Linked DNA regions of Mus musculus: regions 1, 3, 4, 5, 6 and 7 are each linked to region 2. Evidence: chromatin contacts called from public HiCAR-type and promoter capture Hi-C data. All regions are on one chromosome and are shown on one strand. The core of a region is the stretch at or near the end of the contact, and the rest is flanking DNA. Distances in the headings are between cores, read along the strand shown.

Region 1 (3,653 bases), core at 1,151-3,650, 1.5 Mb before region 2:
TCTCCCAATGAAAGTTTGAGGGCCAGCCTGGTCTACACAGCTGAGTTCCAGGCCAGCCTGAGCAACATAATAAGATTCTCACTCAAATAAAACAGAACAACAGCGACAAAACAAACAAATTAAAAACAACATCAACAACAAAACAAACAAAAAACTCAGCACTCAGGAGGCAGGAGGACCTCTGTGAGTCTGAGGCCAGCCCGGTCTATAAAGTGAGCTCCAGGACAGCCAGGACTGTTACTTAGAAAAACCCTGTCTTGAAAAACCAAAAAGAAAAAAAGGGGGCTGGGGGGAGACTTCCACAACTGAAAAGCTCTGCTATAGAATATCTCAGTGCTCTCTCTCTCTCTCTCTCTCTCTCTCACACACACACACACACACACACACACACACACACACACACACATACACACGGCTCATAACAAGTGTTCTACAGAAGGTAAAACTAGACACTGCCTACCAGTCTTCCTGTTGGGCAACTAGGAAAAATGTTACTTATGGCTGGAAACATTCAAGTGCCTCAATTCTATCACTCTGTATTAAGTTCAAACTAAAAAAAAAAAAAAAAAAAAAAAAAAAAAAACATTTTAAAAGTGATTTTGGGTGTATGTATATGGAGGGGTATTCATGGCACGGCTTGAGTATGGAGGTCAGCAGACAACTTGGACAAGTTGGTTCCCTTCCTGGGATGAAACTCAGGTGGCCAGACTGGTTGGCAGGAGCCTTTACCCCTTAGCCACCTCCGCTGGCCGTAAGCTCAAACTTTTATGTCTAACTTATTGCCTCAGTTTTAAGTCGGATGCTATAAAATAGCTCCAGTTTATTTTCTTCTTTCAGTTTAAAAATAAAAGAGGTTGGGGGGGGATATGAAAACTTTTTTTTCTTTTTTTCTTTTTTTTGGCAACAACGCCCAAGGTTCAAAAGATCTGAGAAATTTAAAAAGCTCCAAACTCTATAGACATTGAGAGGTAAGTGGACGGTGGTCTCTCTTTCCCCTCCCGGGGTACAACTACCCCATTTCCCCCCTCAGACACAAGAAGTGGACCCAGGGGTCTCAGAAACAAGAGGTGGTGTAAAGTCCCCTGGGGTGAAAAGGCTTTCTTCCGAGCAAGGTCCATTTATAGAACACACAGGCCCTCCCTATCTCTTCCATCTTTCCTACTCACAGAACACGACAGGGGACCTGCCTCTGGCTGAAGTCAACTCAGATCTTCAAAGTAGAACTCGGAGAGCCAGAGTAGAAGAAATCTACCGGCCCGGCATCCGCAGTGGGATCCGAGGAGTTGTACTCTCAGAAACAGATTTTACATACAGATGAACTGATGACTACACACCCCGAGCCTCACAACTTGATTCAGTCCGATCAATACAGCATGCATAAAAGCCTGAGGTAAAACTGGATAGTGGCTTTTTGTTGATAACTGCGGTGGAATTTTGGCCATCTGCCCTGGTCAGACCAGACAAATAAGGCAGGCGGTCTGCTTATTAGCTGTCAGGCATATTTTGGAGGGTGAAAGCAAAACCTCAAATCAGGAGTCTGAGTATCACTGGACAGCTTATGCCGGCACGCAAAGCTCTGACAATCCAAGCGCCTCAATTCCTACCCCAGGCTGCGCGTCCCCGTTCCTCCAAACCCCCGGGCCATTTTACAAGTTGGACCACACTTCACATTTCTTACGGTCCTTCCCATCACTCAGACCCCTTTGGCCCAGCCTCTGAGGCCAACAGCTGGGGCTGCTGAGAGCCAAGTTAGAGGCACCGTTGAGCGAGATGCTGGGAAGTGTAGGGAGAGTCAATACTAAAGTAAGGCGACCAGAGCCACCCTTCACACCCCCACCTTGGCGTTCCCACACTTGGCAAAAACCAAGCGACTTCCAAGTGCTTCCCCTATCCAGGAGCACCCTTCCGTCAGTCCCCTTTCAACTCCCTTTAGCCTCCCTTGTGACCCCTGATGGTGCTCACTGAGACCGTCCCCTCAGCCGCAGGAATCTGCAGTTCCCCAGAGTGCACCCCGACCCCTATGCCAGTGGAGATGCCCAGGTAGATCCCGAACCTCCCTGGGACCCGCCTAGTTCCCTACCCCAAAATGATTCCGATCGCAGCCACCTTGCCTAATTCCTTCCCGAGTCTGCAAGTCCCACTCCCTTCCAAGCCTCTCTTGCACCCTGCATCACTCCAAGTGCCCCAGGGATGCCCCAGGGTTCTCGAATCTCACCTGAGTCCGCTCGAAGCTCTCGCGCTCCGCAGCCTCCATCCCAGCACCAACTCCGCGGCGGCTCAACACTTTGGGCAGCGGGTTGGATACCTGCTTCATGGAGCTGGCCATTCGGTCCATGTTGTCTGGGTGAACAGAGTCAGGGGCCCTCGGCCGCCCCGGGATCCCCGCGGAGCCTCCCGCCCCTCCCTACCCGCGGGGATCCGGCGCTAACGGGGACAGATTCCGTCTTCCATTGGTTGACAGCGCTGTCCATCTCCCTCAGAACCCACCCCATGTTTCCAAGAGGCTTTTCCCCACACCCCTCTTCCCACTTCGGAGGCGCTCCGCTCACTTCACCCGCTGCCCGCCTCAGGGCGGTCCGCATACTATGACTGGTCTGAAGGTTTGTCCATTATCATTAGTGGGCAGGACCTGGTGGGCTGCTGTCCTAACCTGCCCCCTAGGCTCCGCCCCATAATCGATGCACCGCCTTCCAGGCCTCTACATGCACTGTCATTGGTCTGAAGACTTATCTGTCAACAGGCTGGCTTGATGGGCTGCCCTAACCTTTTCTTGTTGGCTCCACCCTACATCCGTCACTCTTCCTTTGTTCCCACCCCCCAGGACCATAAAAGCACTATGATTGCTCTGAAGGCTTGTCCGTCATGCTAGTGGGTGGGGCCTGGCTGCCACAGACCAGCCCTTGCTGACTCCACCCTACTTCGAAGCGCCACCTCCTGGGCCCTTCTCTGCTGCGGGTTTCTGAGCAGTAGGACCTGCGGTCCAGCCGGCGCCACGAGTTCCCGAGGGGATGGAAAGGCAGATCAAGGGAAGCATGGCTGCACACCATGCTTCACCGGCTTGCTGGGGAACTCTGCGTCAGTGTGGACCCGCGATGGCGGCCTTAGTGGTCCTCGAAGTCCCCTCCTCGTGCATTCCTTTCTGCCCGTTCTGGAGGACCGTTCTGGAGGGTCCCCAAATACTGGCCTGTGATTGCGAGGATCTCCCCAGAGCTTTCCAAACTTTGCTTCGTTCTCACCTTATCTCGGTAGAAACCCCAACAGATGCTCTTTGTTCAACTATGGTAGGGTCCACTCCTCCCATCCTGTTCTGGGAGCACCTACAGACTGGGAAGTGCTCCTCAGCAAAGAAAAAAGTTACAGGTTCTTCACTAACAGAACTAGTGGCACCGTTAAGCATTAAGCAATTTGATGGTGCTATCCATCTAGCTCTGCAATAGAAGCCAGTACAAGTCTCACTTGTACTAGGCAATGTTTTAATTAATGACAATATCAAACTCACTATGTCGCTGAGTCCCTTGAATCCCTGAGCCTCTTGCCTCTTCCATTCAACTGTTAGGATTATAGGCGTGGGCCTCTAGGCTTGACTTTCCTTTAACGTTTTACACACATTTTGTACCTGTGTGTATGTGTGGGACTGTGTTCATACGGCAGCA
Region 2 (3,263 bases), core at 252-2,751:
TAGACCAGGCTGGCCTCGAACTCAGAGATCTGCCTGCCTCTGCCTCCCTAGTCCTGGGATTAAAGGTGTGTGCCACCACGCTCGGCTTCCAGTTTCTTTAAAGCGTTCTTTTATATTCTTTTACACGTATGTGTGGGGCACCCACGTGCCATCACTTACATGCAGAGGTCAGAGGAGGAGTCAGTCCCCTCCTTCCACCACATGGCTCCTGGGAATGACCTCAGGTTATCAGCCACCCGGACAAGCTGAGCCGTCTCTCTGGCCCTCTTTTCTGTCTTTCTTTTGTGAGACAATGTTTCATGTAGCACAGGCTGATCTCAATTCCCTAAGTAGCGAAGGCTGCCCTTGGTTTTCTGATCTCCCTTTTTCTTACCTCTGAGTACCAGGTTACAGGTGTGCACTCTAAGGCCTGACCTTTCTTCTGAGACATCAGGTGACTGATCACTGGGTCCCTCAGACAGGGGCATAGTCACCCTGGAGGGCTCTCCTAGGGAATGTCTGTGGAATAACTAGCAAGCAGAGTCCTCACTGCTTCCCGCATGGCCCTAGTTTTATTACCAGTTGCAGAGGTTCCTCATTCCATATCCTGAACTCAATTCCCAGCAAACAGCTCTGAGAACATGGCCCGGGTTGGGATATCTGTGTGTGTCCCACACTTCCAGTTTAGCAGGTTAAGTTAAAAGAAAACAACACCCCAGAAGCTAGAAGTAAGTACTGTTGGTGGGGGGGATAGGGAAGGTGAAGAACTGAGGGAGTCCTGTGTAGTTAAGAAAAGGAGGTGACAGCTACAGCAGGAAGGCCTGGGTTCCGGAAAAGAAAATGCCCCGGAGAGGGTGGAGAGCTGGGATTGCCAAAGTAGGGAGTCTTCCAGAGCCTAGGTCCCCGACGGCAAACCCTAGAGCCCACCTGAGCCAGAACTCCGGGTGAGCTGTCAAGGAAGCGAGACAGGAGGTTCACTCCAGAGACCCGGAAACTGTTCCCTCCCACACCGAGCTCTCCATGGGCCATGCTCCAGTGTGGGCCTCAAGGGAAGGGGTTTCGGCGACCTGCAACCATCCCGAGTGACCCCGGCGCCCCAACCTCGTGCCTTCCCTGCGGCAGTGCCTGGGAGGGTCTTAAAGATTCCCAGAGTCCCGAGCGCTTCTCCAGGCTCGGGACAGTCCCGCCACCATTCAGCTCTAGTCCCCTCTCTCCTAACCAGCAAGACTCCTCCCAACCCCTGTCCCTAGTGCCATTTCCAGCTTCCGAGGTCAGCTCTCTCCAGCAGCTCCAGGAAGTGGATCCTTTGCGGACCACAGGGAAGACAGGGCGACTCCCACAAAGGGCAGCCCCCCTCCGGACCCCTGCAGGTACAGCCCACGCCCCTCGGGTCCCCGTCCCCTCCCTCTCCTCACAGCCTACCATCCTGCAGCCTCCAGCCCGGTGCGTCCCTCTCCGGCCACCGTAGAAGCCAGCTCCACTCCCAGTCGGATTCTTTTCTTTTCCCTCCCTCTCCGCTTGAAGCCCCGCCCCAAGGCCTCGCCGGCTCCAAGCACGGACGCATTGCGCAGGCGCCAACGCTGCAGCGACCCACCCCCATCTCATCCGGCGCGCAGGCGGGGCTGGAGGCGGAGAAGCGGAAACCATGGCAACCAGGTCCTTGACTTCAGTTTTGCAAAAGCCTGGTCGTCATGGTAACAGGGCTGTCTTGGTGGGTTGATTGGAGGATGGGAAGGGAGGGGGTAGAGGACAATGAGGACTTCGAGCTTTGGAGCATTTGTGGGGGAAAAAGGCGGGAAAAGGGTGAGAGGTGTATGCACGATCTTTGGAGCTGATGAAGAAGTTGGGAGGAATGATGTGGAAAACATCAGTCAGAGGGTGGTGATGGGCAGGATGAGGGAAATAGAGACCGGTAGGCTAGGAGAATAAAGAGTTCAAGGACAGCTCAGGGTTCCAGAGCAAGCAAGATCCTGTCCCCAAAGCAAACAAGGCAGGTGTGGTGGTGTATCCTGTGATCTCTACACTTGGAAGGCAGAGACAGGAGTTCAGCTGCAGCTACATGGCACGGTCTTGACCACCCAAGGCCACAGAGAGCCTGTCTCCAACAACAACAACAACAACAAAAGTGACACAAAACAGTGCAGATATGATGGTTCGGATTGTAAAGATGTTTCCCCAAACCCACAAGGTGGAAAGAAAGAACTGACTCCTGCAAATTGTCCTCTGACCTCTGTATAAGCAAGCACCCTAGCTTGTATACACCACACACACACACACACACACACACACATATATACACACACACACAGACAGACAGACATGGTCACAGGCAACACAAAATACACTTGTAAAATGTAATCTTAAAAAAAAACTAAACCAGGGATAAAAATCAGGGATAAAAAAATTGTTGAAAATGGGAATACTGTAACAGGAATATAAAGAATGGGAGGAAATTGTAAATTAAGGAGAAAGGGGAAGAAATGAAGAGAATCTTATAGTATTAAAGGGGTGTGGTGTAATCCCCATAGCCAGAAGGCTACAGCCAGCCTAGACTACACAGTGTGGCTCTGTCAAGCAAGCAAGAGTGGGATTCCAGAACTGGGTGTGGTGAGGCAAGTCACAATCCCAGCCCTGCAGAGGCTGAGGCAGGAAGAGCAAGAGGTCATGACCAGTTTTGGGGCTATGGAGGAATATGTGTGTGTGTGTGTGTGTGTGTGTGTGTGTGTGTGTGTGTGTGTGTGTGTGTACCAAACTGGATGTGCTGGTATACACCTATTATGTGATTATTTGGAAGGTACAAGCAGATGTACTAAGATCAAGAGTTCAAAATGACTCTTGACTACATAGCTAGTTCATTTTATGGACTGAGACACAATGTCAAAAAAAAAAATCGTTGAGCAACAAAACAATTTAGCCAGGCATTATTGTGCACATGCCTGTAATCTGGTCCCTGGGGAGGCAGAGGCAAGAGGACTGGTCAAGAGGGTTCAAGGCCAGACTAGGCTATGTAAAGAGAGCAGTGGGAGCTGGGCATTGGTGATGCACTCCTTTAATCCCAGCACTCAGGAGGCAGAGGCAGGTGGATTTCTGAGTTCGAGGCCAGCCTGGTCTACAGAGTGAGTTCCAGGACAGCCAGGGCTACACAGAGAAATCCTGTCTCGAAAAGCCAAAGAAACAAAAAAAACAAACAAACAAACAAAAAACAAAAAAAACCAAAAAACCAGCGTGTGGTGAAATTGAAACCGAACAGTTTAAAGCATAGGTAAATGTGACTGTAAAAAGAA
Region 3 (3,658 bases), core at 895-3,394, 1.7 Mb before region 2:
CTTCTTATGGCCACCATTCCAGCAGACGGTTGGAAGTGCCCCAAGCAAGGAATACTGGGCTTGCTGAATGGGATATCGTCTTCGGGGTGTTATAACAAACCGACTGGACAAAGGCCCACAATCTCTGTGGAGAACAGGAGACAGACACTTGATGGAACCACAGTTTTTGTTTTTGTTTTTTTTTAATTTATTTTATTTATATGAGTACACTGTAGCTGTCTTCAGACACACCAGAAGAGGGCATCGGATCCCATTACAGATGGTTATGAGCCACCAAGTGGTTGCTGGGAATTGAACTCAGGACCTCTGGAAGAGCAAGCAGCCAGTGCTAGTAACCACTGTGTCATCTCTCCAGTCTGGAACCACAGTCTTAAAAGAACACCAAATTCAACTGACTGCAGAAACAAGAGGCATTAACACTTCTTTCAACCTCTTATTTTTCTGTTAGACAGTGCTGGTAGCAGAAACTAGGGGTGTGTGCATGCTGGACAAAGCACTCTATGACACTAACAGCTCAGACTTTAAATTTCTCTAAGCAGCAGAGAACGTAGCATTTTTTGGCACATTTCTCCCATTTCATCCAAAGGCAGAAAATATCAGTTGCTTAATGGCTGTCTCTACCACAGACTTCATCAAATTAAGAGGGAAACTGGAAACCTTGCCCACATGGGTACTTCAGAAGAAAAGCACATGCAGTTGGGATGTGTAGGAATAGTTTTTTTTTTTTTCCTTTCCCCCAACTAACCACCAATACACAGCAAAAACCAAACATTAACAGGTATTCACCACCTCAACTAAGCAGACTTATCAAGGCCAGTGAAACGTCTTGTGAAGGAGCTTGCTGCCAAGCTGGAGACCCAAGATCAACCTCAAATTCACGTGGAAAGAGAAAAAGGACTCCAGCAAGCTATCCTCTCATCTCCCTGTGAATATGCAATTTAAAAAGAAAAAAATGCTTTTATCCAGAATCCGGGTTGAGTGTAGTGGAGCACACCGGTAATCCCAGCATTTAGTAGGTGAAGGCAGGAGGGTCAGCAATCCAAAGTCACCCTCATGAGTTCAAGGGACAGCTCAGATACATGAGATCCTGTCTCCGGGGGGGGGGGGGGGGGGAACAAAAACCCAAAGGCTGGGGAATAGGTAGAGGGCAAGCTTGCCTGCTATGACTGAAGCTGTGGGTTCTATCCCAGCACAGCATACAACCTGGTGCAAACCTGTAATCCTATCAGTGAACTCGCTCAGAAGACGAGGCAGGAGGATGAGTTCAAGGACAGGCTCAGCCAAAGAACGGGGTTGAGATTAGACAGCCTATGCCATCAAATACCCTCTCTTAAAAAAAAAAAAAAAGAAAAAGAAAAAAAATAAAGAGAAAAGAGAGTAATGGGAAAAGGGAGGGAAGGGCGTAGAGATAAAAAGAAAGGGAAAAGGCAAAGAAAAGAAAAAGGGGAGGTGAGTTAAATCCGATTTACAGGTTGAGCCCTACGTCAAATCCGCGGCCGCAGAGACCCCACCCTGGGAAGATCGCCGGGGCTTACCGGTGGGGCGGCCTCCGGGAGGGTCGCAAAAGCGGGGTGGGGAGCGCGGGGTAGACGTGGTGGACTCGCTGGACCGCCGAGGCCGGAGGCGGGGAGCGTGCGGGTGGGCGGCGCCCCGGCCTCTCCCTTGGGTCCTGCCGGAGGGCAGGCTCGGGCGGGCCGGGCTTGCCCAGGTAGCTGCCCATGAGTAAGAGCTCAGCCGGGTCGGGGCCTCCCAGCGGGCTGCGGGGTTCGCAGAGGCTACCGTTGACTGGTGACTTGGCCGGAGGCGGTGAAGCGGTGAGAGCTGGCCGCGGGTGACGGCGCGCGTCGCGCACGAAGGACGACAGGGCCCTCGGGCCGCGGGGTTCTCGGCTCAGGCCCCACCAGGCCGCGCTCGCCCCCACGGCCAGCCAGGCCAGCGCGGCCGCCGCGGGCACCAGGTAGAGCGCGAGGCCGAGCAGCGCTAGGCCGAGGGCCGCAGCACCCGCCGGTCCTCCGTAGCCGCGGGCCCGGCTCCGGCCTTCCCGTCCGCCCAACGGGGGCCGCCGCCGCTCGCCTCCGTCAGCCGCCGCAGCCGCCGGAGACATCGCGGCTCCGCGCCGCGGAGCGGACTTAAATATCCCAGGGTACACCGCGCCGCGCGCCGCCGCCGACGTCACTGTCGTCGACGCGGCGCGCCGGGTGGAAAGGGGAAACCGCCGCCGCGTGCGGAGCACGGCGCGAGAGCCCTAGTTTGAAAAATTACAGCTTAGGTAGGCGGATCGGTGCACGCCTTGCCTCTCAGAACGCGGGAGGCGGAGGCAAGAGGAGTTCCGTGAGTTTGAGTCCAGCCTGGTTCACAAAGACAGTTCCAGCGCGACATGGAGACATAAAGCCTGTCTCAAAACAGCAAAACTTAAAAAAAAAAAAAAAGAAAGAAAGAAAAGAAGAAAAGTACAGCCCGGTTTTTGACGCTGGAGGTTTCCCTGACGCTCCTGGACTGCAGAGGAGTGATGTTAGAAATCAAGGCACAGAACGGAGATGGGTGGCACGCGCCTGTAATCCCGGCATTTGGGAGGTGAAGGCAGGAGGATCCCGAGTTCTAAGTCAACCTGGGCTACTTAGTGAGACCCTCCCCGTCTAAAACAAAATAAAACCCGATCAGTCAGACCCTGTATTGGAAAAGGCCAATCAGGCCCTGTGTGGAGGCTCACTGTTTATCGCAGCGAGGTCAGTTCCAGGCCTGCTGGAGCAACACAGTGAGACCCTGTCTCAAAATAATTTTTTAAAATGTGTGTTTTGCTTGAATGTATGCTGGGATTACATTCACACCATCACATCTTACACTTGCGTGGAGGTTGAGGGTCAACGGCAAGTGTCTTTCAATCTCCTTTTTTTCTTTTCTTTGTTGTTGTTTCTCGAGACAGGGTTTCTCTGTATAGACCTGGCTGTCCTGGAACTCACTCTGTAGACCAGGCTGGCCTGGAACTCAGAAATCCACCTGCCTCTGCCTCCCAAGTGCTGGGATTAAAGGCGTGCACCACCACCGCCCAGCAAGTCTTTCTCAATTACACTGCACATTATTCTTTGACACAGGGTCTCTCACTAAACCCAGAGCTCACCAACCTGGCTAGGCTGGCTGGCCAAAAAGACCCAAAATCTTTTTGTGCCTACCTCAGTGCTTGGGATTACAGGGGCTCCTACTGTGCTCAAGCAAGCTTGCTCAGCAAGCCCTGTACCAATGGAACCATCTTCCCAGTCCATATTTCCCCCCTTTCCATCCTTCCCTCCGTTCCTCCTTTTGTTTGTTTCTTCTTTTTTTGAGGATGATAGACTGAGAGCTATTCCTCCACAATCAAGAGTAAGATAAGACTAGACTTGGGGAGGGAAGGCTAGATGGATGAGGGAGAAGCGGGGAGAGGCAGGGATTAGAGTTTAGAGACGATGCATATTGTTAATAAAACTAGCTGAACTGGTAAATGACAGTGAGTACAGTGGGCACTGGTGATAGTTAAGAAACAGGGTGGTCCTGCTCAGTGCCATTCTTAGTTTCTGAGGTGTAATCCAGTAGGGGTTTGTTGTGTATCGGCCACTAGAGGGCAGTCCCAGGCTTATCCATTAAAGCACAAACACACACAGCCTTATCTGTCCACCTTGGTTTT
Region 4 (3,482 bases), core at 280-2,779, 1.6 Mb after region 2:
GAAAGACTTAAAATCTCCAAAATTCAAGTTGCAATGAGTCAATGAAATATGAATCGCTATACTGGCCCACTTAGAAATGAATACTCTTTAATGTTCTTCAGGTGTATGCAATGTGAGGGCAGGGCCAAACCCGTGACTTTTTAAACCATCATCTTTTGTTGACTTCTCTGTAAGTCAGTCTTAGGTAATATAAAAATCTTAGGGCTCGAGAACTGGCTCAGTATTTAAGAATACTTGATTCTTAATAAAGCCAGCCTTCCAGAGGACCCAAGTTCAGTTCCCAGATGCCTCACAACTTGTTACAGCAGCTGCAGTGGGTCCAGTGCCCTCTTCTGGCCTCCAAGGTACTGCATGCTAATGGCAAACAATCACACAAATAAACATATTTACATATAAGTAAAATAATCTACTACTTACTAAGTTGTGGTGTTTTGGTCTTTACCTATGTTTTCTAAATAATATCATTTGCTCAACTTGGCAATGAGTTGGTTCTTGATTGAACTGAATTCCAGACATGGCCTACTGTGCATAAAGATGCCCCAAGGATGAGCCCATAAACAACTTAAAATACAATCGAACTTTTGAGGACATTTGTAAACATGACCAGCATTAAAACAAAACTAAACTGTTATGCTCAGATACTTTGGTATGCAAATAGTTAACAAGTATTCCATTTTGTTGCTATATGGTAATATGCATGCTGAAACACATTAACAGAGCATTCATGTAAAACTCAATGACTTTTCCCACAATGTTCAGGAGTCAAATGATTTGTTTTCCTTTCTGTTTTCGTGATGTGTTCACAAACAGAAAAAAAAAAATTTAAAGTTCTTGAGAGTGTACTTTTCTCTAGTACTCTAGAAATTGAAAAAAAAAACTACATTATACAATACTGCATATTTGAAATGTACAATGAATAACAGTTAACATAATGGAAACTGGAAGTTGGTATTTGAGAAAATAGGCAAAAAGGTAAATATAGGGGCAGGGAACGCTTATAAAGAATATGGAGGGGCGGGGCTGGCATTCAGGATTCTGGATTTGAGACTGGATGCCCAACCCTCTATAAAAATTAGAGGAAACCAGCAGGCTCATAAGAAGGAAGGAGAAACTAAGTATCCGGTGGGCCACACTCACTCTCGTAGAAAAAGCCTCACAGACGGAATGGAAAAGAACCCAACACAACACAACCTGCGGGAACCAAGCAGCCTTCTCAGAGTAGCCCAGAGCCCGCTGAAGTCACCGCATCCGGAGGGACAGGACGCCCGGGCTCGAGCAGTCCCACAGCCCCGGGGATCCAGCGCGAGCGCCCGCGAGGCCTGACTGCAGACCCCGTTCCGCAACAGCGCGCCCAGCTCCCGCGCCATCACCTCCGGACACCACCCGCACACTCACCAAGTCCACTTCTGCGAGACGCTGGTGTCCTCCCACCATCGTCCAGCACCCACAGCGTCACTACGCCAACAAAGCTGCGCAGGAGGCTCCTGGGCAGGAACACCGAGCCCAAGATGGCGGCTCCCAGACAAAGGACCGGTGACAGCCAAAGCCCGCCCCCCGCCCTCCCTCTGTGTGTCTGATTGGACACTTCTCAACTCAGTGCCTCCGATTGGACAGGGCTCCGGGTCCAGCCCCTTGAGTGACAGTAGATGGCGCCAACGCACAGCTGTAGGAGCTCAGAATGACAGGTTCTTGGCTGCAGCTAATTTTAAGACAGAGGGTTTCTTGTGAAACTCAGCATATTCCTTATATTCCTATACCTAAAATCACATAAACGTGTGGCGTGATTTTACACACACACAAAGCTTGCTATGTACAGTGTCTGCCTCCATAATTTATAGCGAATAAGCTAGGTCACATGGTTTGCTCAAAAGAATGAGGATCTGGGTTCTATTTCAGGCTTACCTAGAGCCTTTTTTCTGGTACAGCTGTGACGGTCTGGACTTTCCAAAATGTACTAGAAAAGGATTCAAGGCAAAAATTATATACTGTCTTAAGTGTGTGACCTTTTGTGATGAAAATAATTAAGTTTTTTTTTTCCTTTGAGTGATACTGGTGTATATGGGGTTTTTCTTTTAAATTCTTTTAAATATATTTACATCATTTCTTTCTTTCCTTTCCTCTCTCCAACTCTTACCATGTCTTCTTCCTCCAAACCCTTTCATATCCCCTCCCTCTCTCCATCTCAAATTCATGGTCTTTTCTATATTAACCTGATGAGTTATTTTTACCATTTCCTCTATGTTTATAATTTCGGGGCCGGTCACTTGATTTTGAACAACAAAGGTGCACACCATGACCAAGACAATTCTTATAAAAGAAAGCATTTAACTGGGAGGGGGGATAGGAGGGGCTGCTGACAGTTTCAGAGGTTAGTCTGTTATTATTGTTATCACAGTTGTGGGGAGCATGGTGAAGTACCTGGTGCTGAAGTGGTAGCTGAGAGCTACATCCTGATCCACACGTGGAAAGGAGGAGAAAGAGCCTGGACTTGGTATCTCTTCACAGAAATAAAACAGACTTCTGTTTGAATGACTTAGCAAACTCACAAAGCTCCTTTGTAGTGTAGCATACTTCCTCGAGGACTATACTTTCTACCTCCCCTCTAGGGGCCTGCTTTGCCTTGAGTCTGCTTATAGGTCTAGAGGCAACTATTGGTGAGCCTTGAGTATTGTCATGACATCAGTATTGTCTTGCCTGGTATTTTCTTTAGAGAAAATCACTGCTGGTTTACCGAACAATGAAGGGCGTGTTATCCAACCTTATGTGACTGTAATACAAATTACATAAGCAAACGGTCATGTGCTATTTCAAGTGTTTTAAAAGCAGACTCGGGCAGCAAGAAGGCCCTCCTCCCTGTTCTCCTCCCCAAACTCCCTGTCCTGAGTCAGGCTGACTTGCCAGCTCTGTAACAAGGAGAGCAAAAAAGACAAAACAAAGCAAAACAAAACACAAGCATGCTAGACTATTGAGCACAGTGCATCAATAGCAACCGCTAAAAGATAAACCACTTTCAACAAACATTACTATTGTTCATACTGTGGTAAAAATCCCTGCATTAGGAAGGAGAAGCCAGGAAAAGATTCATGGTGGAAAAGATTATAATCAGGAACCCCAGGTGACTGCCTTGATGGCCCCTGATCAACTCCTGCTGCATGACTGTAAACACTACCAATTTCTCATTTTGTCACTTTGGTGCCTCTGTGTGTGTGTGTGTGTGTGTGTGTGTGTGTGTGTGTACATATATGTGTTTGTGTAAGTGTATGCAGACATGTACATGAAGGTGCCCCGAAGGCCAGAAGAGAGCATACGATCCCTTGGAACTGAAGTTACAGATGGTTTTGAGTCACCTGATATGAGTGCTGGATTTGAACTCTGGTCCTCAGGACAGAACTTTAAACGTTCTTAAGCCATTTCTCCAGCCTGTTAGCTCTCTTAGTCAGGTTCCTCCAGCTGTCCTTACTGAGTATTGTAAACTCTGCTGG
Region 5 (3,507 bases), core at 551-3,050, 1.9 Mb after region 2:
CGGCGAGTGGAGTCTGACCTTTCGGTGCGCTCCTGCGCAGCGCCCGGCCCGGCGGAGCGCGCAGGGTACGGTTCCTCGCGCAGCCGGCCCGCCCCGCCGCCCGCGCCCTCCTCTCAGCCAGGGCAGGGCAGGGGCGCGATTTACCTACGGAGTCTATCTCCAAGAGTCGCTGGAGGTCCCGGATGCTGTGGATCTGACTTCGAGCCAGCCGCTCGATCAACTCCCGGGGTATCTCGGCTTCCTGCAAGCAGACCACACCGTCAGGACGCGCCCAAGGGTTCCAGCCCAGCCCCAGGGGCCACACAGCCCGGCCGGACCCTCGTTAGGCCCTAGAGCCAGAGGATCGGCTGGGGCTAGATGGGACCCCCTAAATCCTCCACACTGTTCCTATCTGTCTGACCTTGATAAAAATACCCCAACAATGCCTTGACATGTTCAGACAAAAATCACCCGCGCTCTGGCCTCCCCAGGGTGTCTGGGGGCAGCCAGGGGCCCGAAGAGTTTCTGGTTTAATAGCTAAATCCACATGTAGAAACAGAGAGGGTCGAAATGCGTCACGCATCCACGACTGGAGTCACAGCAGCCTCAACACTTTAATCTAGCCGAAGGGTTCAATTTCACTCCGGGAATCCTGAGCTGAGCCCGCAGGGGAGAGGGTCTTCCCTCTCCCCCCACCCCACCCCCTACAAGCACGCGCGCCGGGTCGCCCCACCCGGCTCAGGCCCAGTCACGGCCCTAGCGCCGACTAGGACGCCCAAATCCATCGGGGCTTAGAGAGGCTGCAGGGAACGCAAGGGGTTAAATATCCACCTCGCGCCTCTCCGGTCCCTGCCCAGACCACCCCCACCGTTCAGCCTCCCCCACTCTCCGTCCCGGTTTTTAAAAGGGAGTCAGGGTCGCTGGAGGACTCAACCACGAAGTTCCCACGACAGGGGCTGTGGAAAGTCATTCATCACGGCAAAGCTCCCGGGGAATGGGGGTGGGGGGGAGGGTGGCGGTGGGAGGGCGCGGGCGCCTGGCCCGGCCCCAGCTGCCTCGTTCAGCCACCTGTAAGCAGGCCTGGGCGGGCGGAGACTGCTCCAGCCCTGCGTCGGACTGGGTTTGGGGACCGAGAACTGGGGACTGCGGCTGGGCGCTGCCCACCCTTCCCAGTCCCAGGCTACGGCCGCACCCTCCTCTACCTGCTTACTGCCCGCCCTAGTCCCCTCCCAGAGCACGGTCAGTTTACACACACCCCCTTTCCCGCTTCCCGCACCCCGTTACTGCATTGTCCGCTGCGTTTGGGCTGCCCCTTCTGGAAAGGCACCCACAGCCCCCCGAAGTTTCTACCCACGGGTTCACCTCGCGGCTCCCCCGTCCCCCTCCAAGGCGGAGCGACGCAACGCGCTGGAAACTCACCAGACACACTTGGGCATGGCAGAAAATAGAACCCAGTTGGGATTAAAAAAAAAATTACACCACCCTGACAAAACCAAAATGCTCTTTGCAGAGCTTGAAACAGGTAGCCGAGAGGGGCGTGCGCCGAGGGAGCCGAGAGGGGACAGAGGCGCGGGGGTGGCACCCACCTCGGCCAGGGCATGGGCGAGGTATCCGCAGCCGAGGAGCAGCAGGCAAGCCCAGGTCCTCATCGCGTCCCGAGGCGCTGGAAGCTCGGCAGGGAGGCGAGGCCGCGGGGCGGGCGCTCCAGCCGGGCTCCTGTGGCGGCGAAATTCAGTACCATCCCTCAGGGAGCGCGGCCCGGAGGAGGGTGGCGCGGAGAGCAGGGAGCCTGCGGAGCGCGCTCGGCGCGAGCAGCGAGTGCAAAGCCAGCGAGGAGGAGGAGGAGGAACAGAGTCGCTCCGGGAGCCTCCTGGGCCGCCGGGTAGGGGGTGGGGACGGAAGGGGCGGAGGGCGGGGGCTGGGCTTCTTCCTTGGTGCGTTCCCCGTGCTGGCCGCCGCCGCGCTCGCTCCCCGTCGCTGGCTTTAGGAGCGACCCGGCCGGTAAATCCGCATATTTGCTGCCGTCAGCCCCGGGAGGGGACCGCGGAGCGTGGCTGCAGCTCCCGCCGCACCACCGATCACCTGTCTGGACTCTCGGCCCGGTACCAGCTACCGCCTCGCCTCTCCCTGAGGGCTCCGGGCAGTCCGGAGAGCCTGTCCCCGGGCCTTCCTCTCGCCGCTGCCGCCCCGGGCCGGGCACGGCGCGGCCCAGCACGGCGCGGCCCGGCGGCCTGCGTGCGCCCCTCCGCGGCGCGCCCTCGGCTACGGCGCGGCGCTCCGCCCTCCGCCCGCCGGGGCCGGGCAGCTCCCGCGGCCGCGCCGCCTGGCAGCAGCCTACCCGCCCGGGGCCTCGCTACGCCGCCCGCGCGGGCCGGAGGGCGGGCGGAGGGCCGAGCTGGCGCCGCTGCCGCCGCAGCAGCAGCCGCGGGAAGACCAGAGGAGGAGGTGGAGAAGAAGGCGCAGGCAGGCCGGGCTCCAGGAGTTGAGCGGGCTCCGCAGGACGCGCGTGTGGAGCCGGCCGGCGACAGGGAGGGGGTTATAGCGCCGCCACCGCGCCCCTCCCCCTCCCCCGCCCCCCGCCTCCCCCGGATTCCGGGCCCGGGACCCGCACCTCGGAAGCGCTCAGGGGTCTCGCGGGCCAGATCGGGCCCGGCCGCCACCGCCACTGCAGTGGCCACACACGCGCTCACGCAGGCAGCTACATCCATCCAAGCTCGGCGCCCGCGGCTCGGAGCCCACAGGCGCCCGGGCTCCCGGAGCGCCCCTCCCTCGAGCTTGCCCACCCTTCAGTGCCAGCTGCAATCCTGCGGCACCGGGCGGGGAGGGGAGGAGGCCGCTGCAGAAGCACGGCCGTCTCTGGCTCGCCTCTCTCTCGGGCCCCAGCGGCAGTAAAGGGCAGCGCCCAGAGCTGCTGCGCCAAAAAGGGCATGAGAGTCGGCTTGGCCCCCGCCCGGCGCTCGGGCCGCTTCCCACTGTAAGGATCCAGTGCTCCAGCCTTCCCCTCTCCATAAAAGGAGGGGGAGTGAGTCTTTGCGGAGAGGCGGGGCGGGTTTAGGGGCGCGTCTAGGGCACTCACCTGACGGCTGCCACGCGCCCGCGCCCCAGAGCCAAAGCCTGGGACACCTGATTGAGGAACTTGCACTCTTGTGTGGAGGTGGAAGCGAGGCTAGGGTCGGGGAGGAGGCTGCCTCCTGCCTCATCGCCACCTTGACACCCTGCACCCTCCAGATCCTTAGCCCCTGGCCGAAGGCCTAGCCGAACCCTGAATGGGGAGCTGGAGGGATAGAAGGAAAGATAGAAAAGAAGCGGCTGGTGAGGAACTCCTGGGTTCTACCTTGGGATCCAAGGCAGCGCAGAGCGCCACCTCCGGCCAAGGCACAGTACAGACGGGTGGCGGGGAAGGCACATGCGGACAGAAGTCTGATCAGGGCTGGACGGTTCTCCCATTGAGAGAGATGGATTCCTGGTGGGATGTGACCCGACGGCAAGGCCAGTCCTGTCAGCTCCTTAACTCGGGTTAGAGGATTG
Region 6 (3,767 bases), core at 509-3,008, 1.9 Mb before region 2:
GTTGTTGGGAGTGGGCGTTGGGGTTGTGGTGGTGATTTTTGTTTGTTTGTTTGTTGTTTGGTTTGGTTTGGTGTTTTTTTTTTTGTTCCTTTGTTTTTGTTTTTTTGTTTTTTTTTTTTTTTACAAGACAGGGTTTCTCTTTGCATAGCCCTGGCATAACCTCAGCAAAATCCTGGGTTCAATCCCCAGCAGGGCACAAACAAACAAACTCTTGTCTGAGGCACACCACACCGGAATGACAACAAAGCCAAACATCTCAAAGCCTGATCTAGATGTCTAGATGTGGTTGAAAAATTGCTTTAGGGACCCCTAGCTTCCCCAGCAGTGTTCCCCAAGCCTCCTGTCCCAGTGGAAAGGTTAGCTATGTCTGAGTGGGGTGGAAGGATGGAGGGTGACTCTACTTCATCTCACCCCCCAACCATCGGTTGCTCTCCAAACAGCTTCATCTGCATCTCCATTCTGTCTCCCAGGCCCCGAGAAAGTCTTTGAGGACCTCAGCAATATCTAGAAAGATAAGCTTGTCTATAAAACTCCCATCGCTGTGGAAGCAGAGACAAGAAGACCATAAAATTTAAATTCTACTCTCCATGGAAAGTTCCATATCTCTGGGTGGTGGTGGAGGTGCGTGCATTTAATCCCCGTGCTCCCAAGGCAGGGGCAGGCAGATCTCTGAGTTCCAGGCCAGCCTGGTCTACAGAATGAGTTCTAGGACAGCCTGGAGTACACAGAGAAACCCTACCTAGAAAAACAACAAAACAAAAATAGAAAAAGAAAGAAAGAAAGAAAAAAGGAAAGGAAGAAAAGCAGGAACAGAAAGAAGCTAGGCTTCAGGGCTGGTGAGAGAACTTCCCGAGGAGAAAGCCCGAGTGCAGGGAGGTGATCTAGAGAAGGTGAACTCTTAGAGTCCACTTCTGAACTTTGCTGTAGAGGCATAGGACAATCATAAGAGCGCCTGGGTACAAGCAAGCATTGGGGTTCAACCGCACAGGACCCTGGGAAAGTGAAGAAGGCAGGCAAGCGATTTACTGAACTCACTATGAAGCAGAGGATGACCCTGAATTTCTGGTTATCCATCTATCTATCTTATCTATCTATCTATCTATCTATCTATCTATCCTATCTCTCTCTCTCTCTCCATCTATCTATCTAGTGTTTATGTGTCTAGGAATACATATGGATCTCAGAGGTCAAATTTTAAAAATCGAGTATTTTCTTCCAACATGTGGGTCCTAGGGTTTGAACTCTTGTCCTCAAGCCTGGTGGCAAAGGCTTTTACCGGCTAGCGGTCTTGTTTGTTGTTTGGGATTTTTTTTTTTGTCTCTTTCTTTCTCTCTCTCTCTCTCTCTCTCTTTCTTTCTTTCTTTCTTTCTTTATTTCTTTCCTGTCTGTCTGTCTGTCTATCTGTCTGTCTGTCTCCACCTCCCGAGTGTTACACTTACAGAATCACCCCCATGCTAGTGTCTGTGGTTCGGAGGATCGAACCCAAGGCTTTGTGCACGCTAGCCAGCCCCAGCCCAGTCCCAGCCCCAGCCAGACTTTCTGAAACCTGAAAAGTAGAGACTAAAAAGTGCTCTCAACAGAAAGAAAGGCGAAGCACCGCCAAAGCTCCAGGATCAGTGGTTTCACACCACGCTCACTGGTTATGCTAATTTAAACATCACCTGCCAACTAAGGGCCACGCCCACCACAAGGACCTATCAGGAGAACAGGGGCGTGGCCATGGTAATTAGGCGCAGCTGGCTACGTTAAGCGCTCTCCAGAGCGCCCGAGAGTTGGCGACAATAGTGGCCATGGCGCGCGCGCTGGCGGATCTATCCGTGAACTTGCAGGTCCCCCGGGTCGTCCCTAGCCCGGACTCGGACTCGGATACGGACTTGGAGGATCCGAGTCCCCGGCGCAGCGCGGGTGGCCTGCATCGATCACAGGTCATCCACAGCGGACACTTCATGGTGTCTTCGCCGCACAGCGACTCGCTGACCCGGCGACGCGACCAGGAGGGGCCCGTGGGGCTCGCCGACTTCGGGCCGCGCAGCATCGATCCGACACTCACCCACCTCTTCGAGTGCTTGAGCCTGGCTTACAGGTGAGGGCGGACCGGGGAGCCTGAGTCCCAGCTTTCCGTGGTGGGACCGCGCACTGGGGCTCCTGTCCCAAACTGCTACGGGGGACGCTGGACACAACTTAGGCATTATCTTCCTCGCCTGGTCCTGCGCAACCCACGGACCCTCATGAATCATTTGTGTCCCATCACTTGCTTGTGGCGCCACTGTCCTGTCCTCCACCTTTGTCTCCACCTTTGCAGGGCCTTCTACGGTTGGGCCCCCGCTCTTTGATTCTTCTGCTTTTGCACTTAAATGCCAGGTGTCTTTCACACTCCTCAGACTATAACCCATCCCGTCCACTGCCTCCCTCCACTCGTGGTATGCCTGGACTGTTTCGTTCATCCTCAGCAGTCCCTGCAAAGTCCCACTCTTCCCTGCACGCTGCAGTTATCCCGTGGTCGCCCTCATAGGCAGTGTCCACTTACATGGAAACAGTTTCTTGCTCACTTGCCCAGACACCATTTATTTTGGCTTGATTTAGTTTGGTGAGCCAGAGTCTCACTCTAAAGTTCAGGCTGGCATTGAGCTAGGTAGCCCAGGCTGGACTCCCATCTCGGCCTCCCAAATACGGGGATTACAGGCATGAGCCACCGTGTCTGATTTAGAACGCTACGTCAAGGTTGGCGGGAAGACGGTGCCCAGCACCTGCCCAGAGCCAGCAGAGGGTGCTGCAGTCCACCCTAGGTCGGGTAGGGAAAACCTGGTCTCCCCGAACCCGGTAAGAGGCTGCAAGGCAGCCAGGAACCCTGTAACTACGGCTCAGACCTCCGGGGCCGCACCCAGCTTCAGCCCCACCTATGTGTCCCCGAGGAGGGCGCGAACTGGGGTCTTGGCCCAGTGCCCTGGAGCAAAGTTCCCGGGAGCAGTGGGAAGAGGATAAATTATCAACCGAAAACAGTAGGAGAGAAAGGGGGATCGGCCGGCCTTGATCTTTCTTCTCTGTAAATATCACGCTTCTTCAGCGAGCCTCCTCCCCTTCGTAGAACCGCTGGCTGTAGACCGGCACCTGCAGCCCCACAGGGGACCTGGAGCTGGGGTGGGAATTGCGGAAGAGCGTGGCCCACCTCGTGGCGGCAGAGCCACGCGACCCCATTGGCTGGAGGCAGAGTAACCTTGGCCCACAAGTTCTGGCCTCAAGCCCAGGTCATGTTGCAACCTGATAGTTCAGGGCGCTGAGACCAATGTGGAAAGTTCAAATTCCCTGTCCCGTTGCCCCTCCCCCGCCCTTGGACATCATGAGACTGCCTGGGAAGGGGCCATCTAAGGTCTCAGAACACCAGAAGCAGCTCACACTGGGGCAGTGCTTTAATTATCAAAGACTTCCGATTAAAGGAGAGGGAGAATATCCCTCACTCTCTTTCTCTTATTGAGTCCCACACTGTAGACTAAGCTAGCCTGGAACTCACTGTAAAACCGAGGCTGGCCTGGAATTCTGCTCTGGCCTTCCAAGTGCTGGAACTACAGGCACGAGCCACAAGAAGCCTTGGGTCCCCATGTTCCCCCAAAGGGTCTCCCGTTTCCCGACCACTCCCAACTCAGGCTTCCTGCTTCGGCCATACATTCCACTTGGGCAGGTTTAGAGGGCTTTCCAGCTCAGACCTTGGGCAGACAGAAGGGAAGCGGTTTTAGAGAAAGAGCACGTGGAGGGTCTGAGGGCACTCCCTA
Region 7 (3,525 bases), core at 324-2,823, 1.7 Mb before region 2:
GGACAGCGAGAGTGAAAGGAGAGGAGACTTGGGTAGTGACTAGCAGTCCTCTTCAACACTGCTGCTGTACCTGGCAAGCCGCATAAGTGGCAGCCGATGACGCAAGCTGTTGCTAAGTTGCTATTGAGCAGAGCCTAGCAGAATTGTCTGTAAGCCAACAGTCAGAAACTATGGAATCCCTTGGAGGTGGCATTACAAAAGGTTTTGATTGCCTAACATGTCTGGGAACAGTATGTGCTCTTAAGGTCTGAGCCACCTTTCTTAGGCCCAACTACCATTATTTTGATTGTCTCATGTAGTCCAGGCTGGTGTGAATTGGCTAGCCAAAGATGACCTCAAATCAATCTTTCTTCCTTTCCTTCCTTCTTTTCTTAAAAGATGTGAGAAGAGGGCATCAGATCCCCTTATAGATGGTTGTGAACCACCATGTGGTTCCTGGGAATTGAACTCAGGACCTTTGGAAAAGCAGACAGTGCTCTTAACCAGTGAGCCATCAGGAGCGTACCATCATGCCCGGTTTATACAGTGGAAGGATTGGAACCAAAGGCTTTCTGCCTGTTAGGCAAGCCCTCTATATAGATTGAGTCCCATCATTGGTCCTCCTCATCAATGTTGAGAATTGATCCCAGGGCTTTGCACATGCTAGGCAAGTGCTCTACTCCGAGGGACAATGTCTGTCGGCCCTATTAAACACCCACTTTTTTTTTTTTTTTAAACAATCTACTTTTTCCAGCGCTAGGGTCCCAGAGAGCCACATTTACTAGATGGGTGTTCAACAACTCCAAGCACACCAGTGGATTCTAGGCAGGTGCTCTACCACTGAGCCACGCCCCCAGCCCCTCCCTGGGGGATTCTAGGCAGGGACTCTACCACTGAGCCACGCCCCAGCCCCTCCCTGGGGGATTCTAGGCAGGGGCTCTACCACTGAGCCACATCCCAACCTCTCAGTGGAGGCATCAAGGCACGTGCTTTATTACTGAACCTTTCATCCGGTCACAGGGAGAGGCTGACACAGGACTGCTAGGAGAGTCTGCGTAGCCTTCTGAGTTCCAAAGTCTTAAAAAAAAAATTAAAAACTACAAAATAGCCTGGCGTGGTTGTGCACGCCTTTAATAAAAGCACTTGGGAGGCAGAGGCAGGCGGATTTCTGAGTTCGAGGCCAGCCTGGTCTCTACAGAGACAGCCAGGGGATACACAGAGAAACCCTGTCTCAAAAAAACAACAAAAACAAACAAACAAACAAAAAAAAAACCAATCCACAACAACAAACTACAAAATAGCTACACTGAATTCTAAAAAGAAAGTAGACTTTTTTCATTCTACATACAGGACCTCATTATGTAGCTCTGGCTGTCCTGTAACTACTTAGACCTAGCTGACCTTAAACTCGCAAAGATCCTTCTGCCTCTGTTTCCCGCGCGCTAGGATTAAAGGCGTGAGCCAGCCCGCTCGGATTTAGAGCCTAAGATTAATTTTTGGACGCTGAAAACGGAAAGCAGCGAACCCTTTGACTCCGGAAATCCGGTTGTACAAATTGTTGCGGCGGCCGTAAAGCCAGCCCGAGTTTTGCGACAGTGTCGTAGAGCGCTTGAGGCGGGGAGAGCATGGGGCTGTACGCGGCCGCCGCGGCGGTGCTGGCCGGCGTGGAAAGCCGCCAGGGCTCCCTCAAGGGGTTGGTGTATTCCAGCAACTTCCAGGTAGTGAGGCCGGGGGCTGGCAAGCCGGGCTGGGGAGCGGGGCTTGTCCGGGCGGGAGGGCGAGGCGAGGCGAGGCCCGCGTGGGGTGCAGCGGGTGTCCCCTGTGTCGCACAGAACCTGAAGCAGTTGTACGCTCTGGTGTGCGAGACGCAGCGCTACTCGGCCGTGCTGGACGCTGTCATCGCCAGTGCTGGGCTCCTTCGCGCCGAGAAGAAGCTGAGACCGCACCTTGCCAAGGTGAGCGGCGGCCAGAGGCTGTTACCCGTGCGTGGCTCTCACACTTCTTTCTGGGGTCCCAGTTGAGCTGGGTCAGATGTGACTCCCCTTGGAGCATTGCAGGAAGGGCTAAGTAGGACGAAGGTGCAAACTAGTAGTGGCTGAGGCTACCTACCGGACAGGGTGATGATGGCAAGGTCGGTCGGGGTCCAGAGCTCTGCTGGCGACCTGGGGGGTGGGGTAGGGTGGGGAGGGGGAGCTTCAGGCATGGGGCAGGACACGGGGTTTGCAGATGGCATTTGCTCTCGTCTCTTTACCCGCCTGCCTGGATGCCTGTCTTTTTGTAATGCTGGGAGATTGAACCCAGAGTCTCCAACAAGCCATAGAAGAGTTCTCCCACTGAGTCACACCCACAACACCTCATTGGACAGCATCACTAGACAGATGCTCTATTTTTGAGCAGTACCCCCAGCCCCTCACTGGGGGATTCTAGGCAGGTGCTTATTGCTGAGCTGCAATCCCTATTTCTTCTCTGGTGGATACTAAGCAAGCTTCCTACCCTACTGCTGAGCCACCGCCTCCGTTGCCTCCTCTTCCTTCTCCCCCTTTCGTCCTCTTCGGTCTTTAGAGACAGGCTTTCTCTGTGTCACCCAGGCTGTTCTGGAACTCACTCTGTAGATCAGGCTGACCTCGAACTTACAGAGAACCGCTTGTCTCTGCCTCTTGAGTGCTGGGATTAAAGGCACCATTACCCAGTTAGCTTGTAGTTTTCTTGCTTATGCATCTGATGTTGCTGGCATTATGGACATTTGCCCTAACATCATGCCATTAATTTCTTTTGTGATCTTGGGCAAGAGAACTCTATTGACATGACCATCTGGACAGGTACCTACTTCTCCCACTGGAGGGTTTTATGGTGTTAATAGTTTTGTGTTTTTTCCTGTCCAGGTGCTAGTGTATGAATTATTGCTGGGGAAGGGGTTTCGAGGGGGTGGAGGCCGATGGAAGGCTCTGCTGGGCCGGCACCAGGCAAGGCTCAAGGCTGAGCTGGCCCGACTCAAGGTTCATCGGGGTGTGAGCCGAAATGAGGACCTGTTGCAAGAGAGCTCCAGACCTGGCCAAGGTGACTTGGAGGCTGAGGGGCGGGAGGGGAGTGACCCTCAGAAGGCTCACCTCCCTCCCCACTTGACCACTGTGACTTCTAGCCTACCAGGTACCACGGTTCGTGCGTGTGAACACGCTCAAGACCCGCCCTGAGGATGCAATCGATTATTTCAAGAGACAAGGTTTCTCCTACCAGGGTCGGGCTTCCAGGTAAGAGCTGAACATCGTGCCCGGGTGCCTTCATTTTCCTCTGTGTCCAGGTTCTCAAGGAAGTAGGAGTCTGTTAGAGGGGAGACTAGGTGTGTGTATGTGGGATAATCACTGCTTTCTCTGGATGTTTTTCCTACTTTCCCAACAGAATTTTCTTTGTTTTTAAGAAAGATGTTGCTTTTAAGTGGTGCACATGTCTGTGCATGGGTGAGGGCATGTGCCTGAGGAGGACATTGGACTGCTGGACACGGTGCTAGGAACTGCACGTAGGTCCTCTGCGAGAGCAGTGTGTCTTCCT

Evidence for each region. Promoter capture Hi-C pulls out the DNA fragments that hold promoters and counts their contacts. HiCAR-type assays count read pairs that join an accessible place to other places.
Region 1: a promoter capture Hi-C map of liver shows a contact between it and region 2, with 2.4 times the contacts expected there. The contact joins the promoter of Hip1 here to the promoter of Ap1s1 in region 2. A contact is called at or near these places in 3 of 39 promoter capture datasets (liver and pre-B cells) and 1 of 115 datasets of contacts at active chromatin or transcription factors (pancreatic cancer cells).
Region 3: a promoter capture Hi-C map of liver shows a contact between it and region 2, with 5 times the contacts expected there. The contact joins the promoter of Pom121 here to the promoter of Ap1s1 in region 2. A contact is called at or near these places in 3 of 39 promoter capture datasets (liver and pre-B cells).
Region 4: a contact with region 2 is called in a HiCAR-type map of astrocytes, with 4 times the contacts expected there. The contact joins the promoter of Zfp68 here to the promoter of Ap1s1 in region 2. A contact is called at or near these places in 1 of 39 promoter capture datasets (liver) and 1 of 115 datasets of contacts at active chromatin or transcription factors (astrocytes).
Region 5: a promoter capture Hi-C map of liver shows a contact between it and region 2, with 4 times the contacts expected there. The contact joins the promoter of Pdgfa here to the promoter of Ap1s1 in region 2. A contact is called at or near these places in 2 of 39 promoter capture datasets (cranial neural crest and liver).
Region 6: a contact with region 2 is called in a promoter capture Hi-C map of pre-B cells, with 2.2 times the contacts expected there. The contact joins the promoter of Mlxipl here to the promoter of Ap1s1 in region 2.
Region 7: a promoter capture Hi-C map of pre-B cells shows a contact between it and region 2, with 2.3 times the contacts expected there. The contact joins the promoter of Nsun5 here to the promoter of Ap1s1 in region 2. A contact is called at or near these places in 2 of 39 promoter capture datasets (liver and pre-B cells), 1 of 484 Hi-C or Micro-C datasets (B cells) and 1 of 9 other capture datasets (liver).

The regions. Positions count from the first base shown.
Region 1 is chr5:135,542,722-135,546,374 of GRCm38.p6, forward strand. It overlaps Hip1 (huntingtin interacting protein 1), which reads right to left and starts at 2,401. Exons shown (of 31, transcript NM_146001.2): 1 at 2,216-2,401. The coding sequence starts at 2,335.
Region 2 is chr5:137,044,607-137,047,869 of GRCm38.p6, forward strand. It overlaps Ap1s1 (adaptor protein complex AP-1, sigma 1), which reads right to left and starts at 1,502. Exons shown (of 5, transcript NM_007457.3): 1 at 1,402-1,502. The coding sequence starts at 1,404.
Region 3 is chr5:135,392,402-135,396,059 of GRCm38.p6, forward strand. It overlaps Pom121 (nuclear pore membrane protein 121), which reads right to left and starts at 2,145. Exons shown (of 13, transcript NM_148932.2): 1 at 1,536-2,145; 2 at 1-124. The coding sequence starts at 2,104.
Region 4 is chr5:138,618,214-138,621,695 of GRCm38.p6, forward strand. It overlaps Zfp68 (zinc finger protein 68), which reads right to left and starts at 1,530. Exons shown (of 6, transcript NM_013844.2): 1 at 1,396-1,530.
Region 5 is chr5:138,993,144-138,996,650 of GRCm38.p6, forward strand. Pdgfa (platelet derived growth factor, alpha) reads right to left here and starts at 1,801. Exons shown (of 6, transcript NM_008808.4): 1 at 1,566-1,801; 2 at 145-241. The coding sequence starts at 1,628.
Region 6 is chr5:135,105,133-135,108,899 of GRCm38.p6, forward strand. It overlaps Mlxipl (MLX interacting protein-like), which reads left to right and starts at 1,759. Exons shown (of 17, transcript NM_021455.5): 1 at 1,759-2,083. The coding sequence starts at 1,791.
Region 7 is chr5:135,368,380-135,371,904 of GRCm38.p6, forward strand. It overlaps Nsun5 (NOL1/NOP2/Sun domain family, member 5), which reads left to right and starts at 1,574. Exons shown (of 10, transcript NM_145414.2): 1 at 1,574-1,697; 2 at 1,812-1,934; 3 at 2,862-3,036; 4 at 3,119-3,227. The coding sequence starts at 1,605.